Regions from separate parts of the Mus musculus genome. Here all the other regions are linked to region 1. A link is a contact called in public promoter capture Hi-C data. All regions are on one chromosome and are shown on one strand. The core of a region is the stretch at or near the end of the contact, and the rest is flanking DNA. Distances in the headings are between cores, read along the strand shown.

The links. Promoter capture Hi-C pulls out the DNA fragments that hold promoters and counts their contacts.
Region 2: a contact with region 1 is called in a promoter capture Hi-C map of hematopoietic stem and progenitor cells. The contact joins two enhancer-like sites. A contact is called at or near these places in 10 of 39 promoter capture datasets (the C10 cell line, the HPC-7 cell line, cranial neural crest and 7 more), 1 of 15 datasets of contacts at CTCF or cohesin (large pre-B cells), 51 of 484 Hi-C or Micro-C datasets (the 3T3-L1 cell line, the 63-12 cell line, B cells and 36 more), 19 of 115 datasets of contacts at active chromatin or transcription factors (the 230-238 cell line, bone marrow-derived macrophages, craniofacial prominence and 14 more) and 1 of 9 other capture datasets (embryonic stem cells).
Region 3: a contact with region 1 is called in a promoter capture Hi-C map of pre-B cells. The contact joins two enhancer-like sites. A contact is called at or near these places in 7 of 39 promoter capture datasets (the C10 cell line, cranial neural crest, frontonasal cranial neural crest and 4 more), 3 of 484 Hi-C or Micro-C datasets (the N1E-115 cell line, bone marrow-derived macrophages and uterus), 16 of 115 datasets of contacts at active chromatin or transcription factors (the 230-238 cell line, astrocytes, bone marrow-derived macrophages and 9 more) and 1 of 9 other capture datasets (embryonic stem cells).

The regions. Positions count from the first base shown.
Region 1 is chr10:45,001,703-45,005,212 of GRCm38.p6, forward strand. No RefSeq gene overlaps it. Among named protein-coding and RNA genes, the nearest start is that of Gm40639, 21 kb to the right of the region's middle. Within about 2 kb of position 1,524, at least 39 of the 459 cell types and tissues checked have an H3K27ac peak or open chromatin away from gene starts, as enhancers often do. A contact at or near this core is called in B cells, CD8 T cells, hematopoietic stem and progenitor cells and 2 more, where this site is marked.
Region 2 is chr10:44,340,109-44,343,618 of GRCm38.p6, forward strand. All of the region lies in intron 6 of Atg5 (autophagy related 5), which reads left to right. Among named protein-coding and RNA genes, the nearest start is that of Mir1929, 18 kb to the right of the region's middle. Within about 2 kb of position 1,938, at least 23 of the 459 cell types and tissues checked have an H3K27ac peak or open chromatin away from gene starts, as enhancers often do. A contact at or near this core is called in B cells, CD8 T cells and hematopoietic stem and progenitor cells, where this site is marked.
Region 3 is chr10:44,379,024-44,382,533 of GRCm38.p6, forward strand. No RefSeq gene overlaps it. Among named protein-coding and RNA genes, the nearest start is that of Mir1929, 21 kb to the left of the region's middle. Within about 2 kb of position 1,933, at least 189 of the 459 cell types and tissues checked have an H3K27ac peak or open chromatin away from gene starts, as enhancers often do. A contact at or near this core is called in liver and pre-B cells, where this site is marked.

The DNA.
Region 1 (3,510 bases), core at 274-2,773:
TGCTGGGATTTTAAGTTTGTTTCTTTGTTTCTTCTTCCATCCTTTCAAAAACTCTCATTCTGCTCAATTGTTTTTAAAATAATGTTTCCTTTGACAAAAAGTGGCAATAAAATGCAGACAGCCTGGAAAGGCTATTAAAGAAATAATCCACGATGAGTTCATTAATTAAAGTATAAGAATGTGCATCAGGGGTTGTCATGCAGGCTTCAGGGTGTTTGTGGAACTCCCTAACAAGAAAGATCTATAGTGTGTGTGTGTGTGTGTGTGTGTGTGTGTGTTTCTGAATTCTCAAAGAATCCCATAAAAAACAAACAAACAAACAAACAAATCCAACTACACAGGAATCTGCACATAGACAAAAACCAACCACATTGTCATAGATGTGCCTCAGAGTGGTCTGACTTCAGAGACTGCATAGAAAAGCCCCACAGAGTCATCAAGCCATGTCTAGGGCATCTCACAGAGCAGATGCTAACCTCCAGAGTCACAGGCTTCCCTGTGCATTGTGCACTAGAATAAAGGTGTGGTGGGTGTCCTGCTTATACCTTGAGGGCATATGGGTGCACACAGTCCTCATCAGCTGCAGGGATGAACAACTCGCTCTCACCACTTCCCTCCATGTGAATGTACAAAAGGCCACTTATGCTCAAAATTTGAACATAGTAGTAATTATTTTTTTTTATCCCCACAGATTAGCCAGTAAAATTCAGAATTTAACCACAACAACAGAAATACCTTTAACTTTTAGGAGTCAAACACCTACTCAGTATACACAGTTGTTACAAAATATCAATTCAAGGGAGTTTTCTCTGCCACTTAAAGTTTATGGTGATTATTAAATAAACAGACCTTTGCTTCATTTGAAAAGGGATTTGTTTAAATACTACTTATTTGAAGATCATTAAGTCTCTGGAGTTCAAGGATATCGAGGGTGGTGACTGCCTCCCGGAGCTATCTAACTTCTTTTATGATGTCAGCTTTCCCAGAGATTTTATTTAACAAATGACTTCACTGTGGAGAAAAGCTGTCATATTAATCTATCTGTCCTAGCCTTCACCTTCCAGCCTCACTGTGATCATGTAAGAGAAGTCTGAGGGGTAAAGAGAGAACCCACACTACCCATTAGCAGTCCCCTGTCAGGTGGCACGTGATCCTGTGTCAGCACACTCGGCTCCTCAGCTGCGGACTCCCTGGTCTTTCCTTCTCAGACAGACACCACCATGATTGAAGTTTACAAAAGGCAAGCTGTACAGGGCATCTGACACTCTGCAAAGCTTGCCACCTTTTCTGTTTTCTGTTTATCTTTCCCTTTGCCAGAGTCTGTAAGAAGCTTTCATGGCTGAGAAAGTAAGTCTTTGAGTCATAAGAACAAGGTGAAGGTATTTAGAGGGAAAAAAAGCTTGCCAGGTTTAAAAAAAAAAAAACCTGTATTCCCTTACTAAGACAATTTTAAAACCTCAAATATTACAACCACAAACTGTTCGTGCAGATGAAAATGAAAGTAGGCCACTTAAAGAGAGTTTTGTCTAAACTAAAGCAAATGCATTGCGTCATTATTTTAAGCATTGGGATTAACAGGCTACCAAACGGTTTCTTTGAAATTAAGAAGGCAGCATTTTAAATATTACATCTGAACGTGTTGTGTCTCCTCTAAGGGACACGCAGAACCTGAGTGGCTGATGTCTCTATGCCCTCTCCCCAGCCCCTGAGGACCACACTGCCCTTCCTGCCTGCGCCTACTTGGCTCTGGGCCAGCAGCTTTCAGGGCCCCTTCATTAGGAGCTCCTGGCAATGTGGTTCAAATGTGAAATTTCCATCTCCCCTCCACAGGCAGCTAGGCAAGGGCAAAGCAGTTGGGACATGCTTGACACATGAATTTGAAAAGGGAAGAGGAGAAGGAGGAAGAGGAGGTAAGCCTTCAAAACTATATCTATCAAAGTGAAAGTCAGGAAAAATTAGGCCATCCACCTGACTGGGGCTGCCAAAGAGTTAGGTGAAAGTGCCTTTCAAGGACGTCCTACATAAAATTCAGTATGCTAGTTAACAGGACAGCCAGGTGCCCCAAGCTGTCTGAGGAACACAAGCACATTGAAAATAAAGACACTCACTAATAACCCCCATACTTTAATGTTTTAGGATTCTCTTTGATTTCCTATGGAACCTGGTTAGCCCAGAGAGGACTAGAATACATGTGGTAGTGGTGGTGGTGGTGGTGGTGGTGGTGGTGGTGGTGGTGGTGGGTGTGTCAAGTTGAAAGTTGTGTGTGTGTGTGTGTGTGTGTGTGTGTGTGTGTCTAGGGGGATGTTTATAAACTGAATTTCCATTAGTTGATAGTCACATTTTGAGCCCACTATAGGTTGAGACATGCAGGGAGAAATAATAATGTCCGCTCATGAACGTGCTTTGGAGGCAAGCCATACCACCACTGAAGTAAGCCCTCAGCTGAACTTGACTGAGCAGGTCCACACCTCGTTAAGTAACACCAGTTGCCATTGTAGTCAGTGATGTCAGTCAAATACCAGAAGCAGCGGGCTAATTTTGGATGCTTCCCTGCCTTCTCGGAAGCACAGAGACACGTGTGTGCTGTGCACATGTGCACAGGTGGCTCTCAGTTAGCTGCTAGTCTGTGTCCTCCCCACACTGATAGCCCACAACTAATTTCTACTTGATTTTGGAAAGATTTCAAATTACTCTGCATTTTGGTATGCACTGTCCCGAATCTCATTTCACTATCTCACTACAGTGTTGAAACAGGAGTGCTAAGCGATAATAAATGATAACGACCACAGAGGAACCTGCTGGCTGAAAGTAACAATGAAAATTTACAAAATAGAAGATCCAGACAAAGATAGGAAGACTATGTAAGCATGTTTTTTTTCCTTCTTCACTCTTAATTAATTCTTTCCTTCTGACAGTTCAACCTTACACATATTTCCAAATAACTTTCCACCATGATTTTACTCAATGATTTCCACAATGATAAAATGAATTGAGTACAATATTAATGTGTTCCTGACAAAGATACACTCTGGGAGTACTATGATGTTTTATAATTGATAATTTATTCTTATTAATTAGAATCAGGCTGGCAATAGATCTTTTTAAAATTGACTTTCCACATATTCTAGGTCTTGTTAAGATTAGTTTATATATAATTATAAACATAATTAAATTTGAGGTTAAATGGTTTTCTAAGACAAGTATAGTCAGATCAAACACTAAAAAAGGAAACTATACTAATTAATAGCATTTTTCATATATTTAAAAATGTAGTCTATATCCTATTAAAATTAATGAGATTATTTTTCACCTTCTTGCTTGCAATCTGTACCTGATAAAGAAAGACAAACAAGGCCTGGACAAGCCCCCCCCCCCCCCAGGACTGGTCTTGATTTTCAGCTACAGGTCTTTTTATCAATAAGCGATTTAATAAATTACCTCAAGCAGAACCAAGGAAACAGAGGTGTGGTTCATGTTAGACGTGCAGGGTAACCATATGCACTCAGCTTT
Region 2 (3,510 bases), core at 688-3,187, 660 kb before region 1:
CAGCTGAAACAGGGACTGACTCTGTCACTGAAAGACCCTGTCTCAAACAGTAAGGTGAGGCTAGAGAGATGACTCAGTGGTTAAGAGCACTGGCTGCTCTTCCAGAGGGCCTGAGTTTGTTTCCAGCATCCACATGGCAGCTAACAACCATCTGTAACTCCAGTCTCAGGGGATCCAGTGCCCTTTTCTGGCCTCCATGGGAACCAGACATGTACATGGTACACAGTCATGCATACAGGCAAAAGACAAAATTAAATGAATAAAACTTTAAAATGTAAAACATAAAGTGAAGTTATTAAAAAAAGAAAAGAACAAGATGACAGCCCCTGGCCTATGTGTACACACAAATACACTGCACATACACACAAACAGTAAAGCAAGTATTTCCAAGCAGCCCGTGTGTTCTATCAGAAGGCTCAACATCATAGATTCCTGTCTTCCGTAGTCCACCATGCTACTCTGCACCACGTATATTATAGTGAAAGGATGTGAGGAGTACACAAACTGTTAACTACATTTGCTTTAACTATTATGTGGCAAACTATATTTGGCATTGTCTAGACAGAATTACAAGTGTAATAATTTCAATGAGACAAAACACACTTTAAGCCAGATGTGAGGATGTATTTGGATGTATGTGTGTCATTTAATCATAGTCTCAATTAAGACTCTGCTGCTTTGGAGATTAAGTGTTCCTGGCTGTAATAATGACAGCTTCAAATCTAATTATTATTTCTTGATGTCGTCGGGAATATTGAGAGGGGCCTGCAGAGTATTTTAGCCAGCCCACTCACATTTCCCTCCATAAGGGATGAAAGGCTTGGGCCCCCGCTCACCTCCCCTAGAGACTTGACTGTAAAGTCCTCAGCATTGTTTAAACCTCTCTGTTATTTTTATTGAATACATCTTGTAATTGTGTGTATTCTTAAGCTAATTTAAATATGAACCTGGTTCTGAAAAGCATGTGATGCACAATTTGACATGCATGAGTTTATCTGCAGTCACGTGTGCTGTGACAGTTTGAAGCCTACATTAGGTTACTGTTGGTAAAGCCTGACAGTGCGCCTGTGTAACACGCTTTCTTTGACTGTGTGCCATGAGCACTTACTTGAATTAATAAAGTATCAAAGGAAGTTGAAGGAGACTGTTAATTACTTTTGATTCTCTCTGTAATTGTTTCTGTAACAACTACTGTTCCCTTTTATTTAATAGTGCTTTAAAAGTTAGGAGTGAAAAGAGTTAGCCTTTGTTACCACATACTGCATTGTTCAGTCTACATTTTAGGAATTATCTATCTTATTATTATGTCATAATAATTAATCATAGGTAACATTTCCCAGCTTATCAGATTGAGGAGAGGACTCCAGTGTTGGATTTCTCTTAGAGACAGTGCTTTGTGTTAGGAGTTGGGATTGCAGTCACACTTGCCTGTTCTGCTGTGCCCTGTACACTGGCCCTTAGCTGGGGTTTGCTATCCACTAATTTCTAACAAGTGCTGTTACTCCAGGTTCCCATGAATGCTGAAGTGTGATTATCTCTTTCTTCATTAAAGAATAATTCAAGCTCTGTTATGAGTTTGAAGCTTGAGGCCATCTGGATTTCTCCTTGGTTTTCATCGTCTTTTGAAATGGAGTTTTCAAAGTTTACATTGGATGTGCTGTGCAATTAACTGCTTTAACTTTATACCTGCTAGGGTGTCTCTCACTCTTAGAACTTTACCTTATGTAACTTGTTAGGGTTTGGGGGGTTTTTTGTTTGTTTTTAGTGGGGTTTTTTTTCCTCTATTTTTGTTCTTGTTGGTGAGTTTGTGGGTTTGGTTTGCTTGCATCTAGTGGCCCAGCCCTGCTCATGGTAGGCAAGTGCTTTTATCACTGAGCTGTGTATGACCCAAGCCCTGAGTGAAGCTTTGTGTTCTGGCTTCCTGGTATTTCCTCACAACACCCAGTTTGCGGTTCTGCTCTCGTTTACTACGGTATTACAGTCACTTGCGTGCTATCCATCTATCCATGAGTTAGCATGAGGATGCCCTTCTAAGTACAGGACAAGTCTTTACTGAGCAGTCCTGATACAGGACACTTGGGATCGTAGTTGAGCTAAGCTCCTACTTGAACATTTCTCCCTGTTCTTCACTCACACTTTTGTTGCAAATGCTCTTTTAAGCTATTTTTTAAAAAGAGGAAACATCACTGCCCTCTGCAGTTCTCCTTATGCCAATCATTATGATGTCCCTACCATTATGAATGGAATGGAAGTAGCTATGGTTTACTATAGAGTCTTTCATTGGCATAGGAAAAAACTCATTGCTAGCAAGGAGATCTGGTGACCTAGCAATTGTCGAGGTTTTTAATTTGGGAAAGTATAATTTGTGAAGAATTGAGTTTTATTATTTTTGAAGATTTTTAATTTAAAACATAGTTATTCTAATGTCTGAGTGATGTTACACCTTCAGGAGACTACTGCTAGGAAATTCTGCCCAGCCTTTAATAAGTCAGCCCCTGTCATCATTAGGTTATGCCTAAGCAGTCTTAAGTAGAAGTCTCTCTAAAACACTGTTCTTTCTTTCCTTTGAAGTAAAGCGGTTTCTAAGTTTTGTTGTCCTGAGCATTATTGTTGTACGACAGAATTTTTCCTGGGAAGACACAACACACAGGTATATTCACTCCAGATAGGGATTTATAGCAGAGTGAAGTATAGACACCACCAAAGTCCAAGTTTATGAACCAGTAGGTTTATTGGGGTTTCTTACAGAAGTGTGGCTGAGGGGCTACTCACTGGAGCAGAAATGGCTCAAAGACAGCTACATCACCAATGCCTTCCCAGCATGAATGGCAGGTCACAAAAGCTAGGAACCTGGGACACCCTGTACAGCCTGCAGACAGCTCAACTGATTGCAGAGTGTCCTTTCCAAGTTCTTCAGTTGGTCTAAACCCCTTTCAGGTAGCTGGTCTGGTCTCAGAGTCATCTTTGCCCCTCAGCTTGTCTGATTGTCTTTGTAGCTCAGCTTCCCTTCAATGGGACTCTTAGCTTTTATTCTTTACAGTGGCAAGAGAGGCCTAGTGAATCTGGTCAGTTTCAGGGACTTCCTGAAGCTATTTTGAATTGTCTTTCTTCCTGCTTGAGCGTCTCTGCAGGGTAGAGTGTTTTGCCCTTATCTGTACACAGCCATGTGTGTTTGTAATGTAGTCACTTTTGGAGAAGTTAGGTCATTGTGTCCATAATTCTATAAGAATGATAACCACCAGCTAGTTCTTTATCACATCAGAGTCTATACTCTTTGACAATACCTTAAAAATCAAGAATAGATGCCTGAGACGCAGACTTGATCATAGTTTGTGAGAGTGTCTCTTACACTGTTTATGTGTTTTCTAATCTCTAAATTACCAGGGTGAGTCTAGGAAATTGGCTGCAGTGAACTGGATTGTCCTGTTGGCACTGATGCAGTATTGGCTGATGGCCTTGGCTGTGTTTGGTAGCCTTTTTCTTTTGCGTTTTCTCTGTGATGGATACAAG
Region 3 (3,510 bases), core at 683-3,182, 620 kb before region 1:
GGCAGTTTGTACCCCATAAATGCTGGTTGTTCTAGGCAGAGGATGTAACTCAGTTGGTATGTGCTTGCTTGGCATTCATAAAGCTCTGGGTTCCATTCCCAGCACCACATAAAACAAGGTGCTATGGCTTCTTCTACCTGTGATCCCGTTTTGGGAGGCTCTGTAGCCGAGGCCAAGTTTAAGGCCAACTTGGCATACATGAGACCCTGTCTTGAAAAACCAAACAAATCCATAACGTTTGGTTGTCATTGTCCTTGCTTCATGTTCTTGTCAACTACATGTTGAATATCCTCACCTCACTCCCAAAATACACTGACACACACAGACACAGATACACACAAACACACACATACACACAGATACACTCTCACACACTCACACAGATATACACAGTGACACACACAGACACACTAACACACATTCACATACATGCACACTGATACACAGATACTGACACACATACACACTGACACACACACACACATAGAGATACACTCAAACAGACATACTCACACAGAGACACACAAACACTCTCACAAACACACACACACACACACACACACACACACACACACCACCACCACCACCACCTCAGTCTCCTTCAGTGTCTGCCTACCCTCCATCATCTTCAGTTTTTCCTGCAACCTTTGATCTCAAGCTGTCCTCTGAAGTCTGTGTCTGTCCGACCTGACAGATGAGGCTAAGCCTGGCCCTCTTGCAAGCTGGCCTGTGCCAGAGTTGTCTAGGCAATGTTTGTTGCTTTTTAATGATAAGTATAACTTCTGGGGAGTGCTAATTTTAAAAACTTTTTAAAGGTCAATGCCATACTTCTGTTGAGCCAGCTCACCTGGAGATTGGCTTTAGTGATGGGATTCTCTGCTTTGGCTCTGCTATGCTGTTCTCAAGCCCACACACTGGACCTTCTTGGTCCAGTTGTCCATGTTTCCATAGTTGACCAAATTGTTTACCCTAATTCCCCCACAGTTAAGAAAATTCTGTGACATTGTCAAGAAAGCCATTGTCCATTTAAAAGGTCATTCATCTTTTTAAAGGTCTCGTTCATCTCATTCATCTTTTTCTCTCATTCATCTTCCATTGGTATTTTCTGCCTGTGTTCACTGTCTGCGCAACAGCGTGGCTGTTCAGCGCTCTCCATATGGACCTTTGATCCCTCCCAGATTGCAGATTTCTGGAGACCAAAGCCAGAGAGCTTGGTACCACTCCTGAGGTGAAGGGCAGAACGGGCGCAGCCTGTCTGAGGACTCTCGAGAGGGTTCTGCCAAGCACATGGCTCTCTACTTTTCTCCTCTGTTATTTCCAGAAAGTCTCACAAACTCCTTCCATCTCAATTCGGGCCTTCTTCAACAAGCAGAGACAGATTTAAGGTGAGGGACTTCTCCGGCTGGCCCTGCAGCCGGGGTCTGAAAGTGACGTGTCAGGCAGGGGTTGGGGCGTGGTTGGCCTCCACCCTCGGCTGGAAAAGGACATTTTTTTTTTTCAAGGAGAAGGTCTTGTCTCTGTGTCTACCTCATCGCAATCCTCTTTGTCTGGTTTCTTCCTCCTACCCAGTCTCCTTTGCCTGCCTTCCCCTTTCCCTGACTGACTTCCAGGCTACCCCTCCCCCAGCCTGTCTTCGTGCCTTCCTCCTTACACTCGCCTGATCCTCTGTGCGTCTGGTCGGTTTCTGTTCCCTCTTGTTCTTTTTCTTTCACTTTCCGCCGCCCACCCGTCATTTTTAACAGTGTCATCATGACTTACAGTGTGGGAACATGGAACTCAGCGTCTCCCACATTACACAGCCATCTCCGGATTCCATGTGACCAGCACTCTTGCCCTTCGCTATGAGGGCAGAATTGATGCCCCACCACTTCCCAGCTGCCAAGGCCCAACTCTCTCTGAGTCTCTGCTTCCTGCTCACTGCAGAGGAGGGCAAGGCTAGAGCGGGAGGATGGGGCAGCTGCTCGTACAACTGCGAGCGGAGGTTTCTAGTACTGACATATATGACTATCTTCATAATCGACAGAGCTCAGCTGAAACATCCAAGTCAAACGAATAGCAGGGTCTCAGTCATACACAGAAAGCACTCTTCCCTTTTTCTTCCCTCAGCCCCACACATGCAGGCTTGTGCAATCAGTTCTTATATAAAGATCTGCTTGAAGTCAGGCCTGGGGTTTCTCGGAGGCATTATACCCCCCTTTCAAAGGTCAGGGTTCACTCAGAGCAGCTAGAGTAACCTGGATGTTAAGAGTTGGGAGGGGAGGCACCTCGAGGTTTCCGGGAATAGGACCTTCTTAGACTCTGTTTCACAATGCAAAGAATGGTTTGTATGTCTCACATGCAAACCAGATTTGTTGATCTGAGTGGCAATGTCCCTTTGCAACTGTGACCAAGGATGGAAATTAAGCCTGTCTCTGTCTCAGAGGCTGGGCTTCTGCCAAGCACTCCGTTTACTGCTGGTTTGCTACCTTAACCCTTGGCAGCAGCCCGGGGCTCTGCTTGCAGCCAGCACCCAGCCAACACAGTGAAAGTGATCTTTGCATTGAGCTGTCTGCCTACAGGTCTCTACAGGCATCTCCTGCCCTGGCCTGTCTGCAGAGCCAGAGAGGCTGGCTGACAGGAAAGTGAGCCAAGGCTCCTGGCAACGTTCCAAGTCCCAGAAAGGAACTGCACCTAATCCAGCATCCTCTTCCTTTTTTTTTTTTTTTTTTTTTTTTTTCAGGTGCAAGTGGTTAAAATTCACAGTCATGGTTCCACTGAGTGGAGAAGCTTCACTCCCAACACAGCAGGGCCGGTCCGGCGCTGGGGCCCAGTTAAAGGTGATTAAGCTGTTTAGAACAGAACGGATGCTCAAAAAAGGGGCCTCCAGCCACGTTCCTCTCTGTTCTGCTGTAGGATGCTGGACACAAAGGCCCTCGGCAGCTGCCACCCCTCAGTCTCGAACTTGCCTAGAACCCTGAGCAGAGACATAGTCGGTTCACTATCCGGTACCGACCGGTTCTGGTATTCTGTGACAGTGGTAAGCGAAACGAAGCCACCTCCCATGGGCGCACCCTCCCACGACACCTGCAAGAGAGCAGCCACAAAGCATGAGGCTGCTGGTCCGTAAAGACCTCGAAGTGGCCTCAGAGGCCCAGTTCGGGTACTGAGAAAGTATTGATGTTTATGGACTATGCAAAGATGGTCTGAAGAAAAGGGAAAATACAGCAGAGATCTTCCTACATAGGAATGCAGTTTCAAAACACAATTTGAAAAGAACTATTTCTAGGGGCTGAAGAGGTGGCTCAGCAGTTAAGAACACTGGGAGCAACTCCAGAAGACCCAGGTTCAATTCTCAGTGCCCACATGGCAGCTCACAACTGTTTATAACTCCAGGTCCAGGAGATCAAACACCCTTCCAAATACATAATGTAGGCAAAACACCAATGCACATAAAATTGAAAGAAAGAAAGAAAGAAAGAAAGAAAGAAGGAAAGAGAGAGAGAGAGAGAGAAAGAGAAAGAAAGAGAGAAA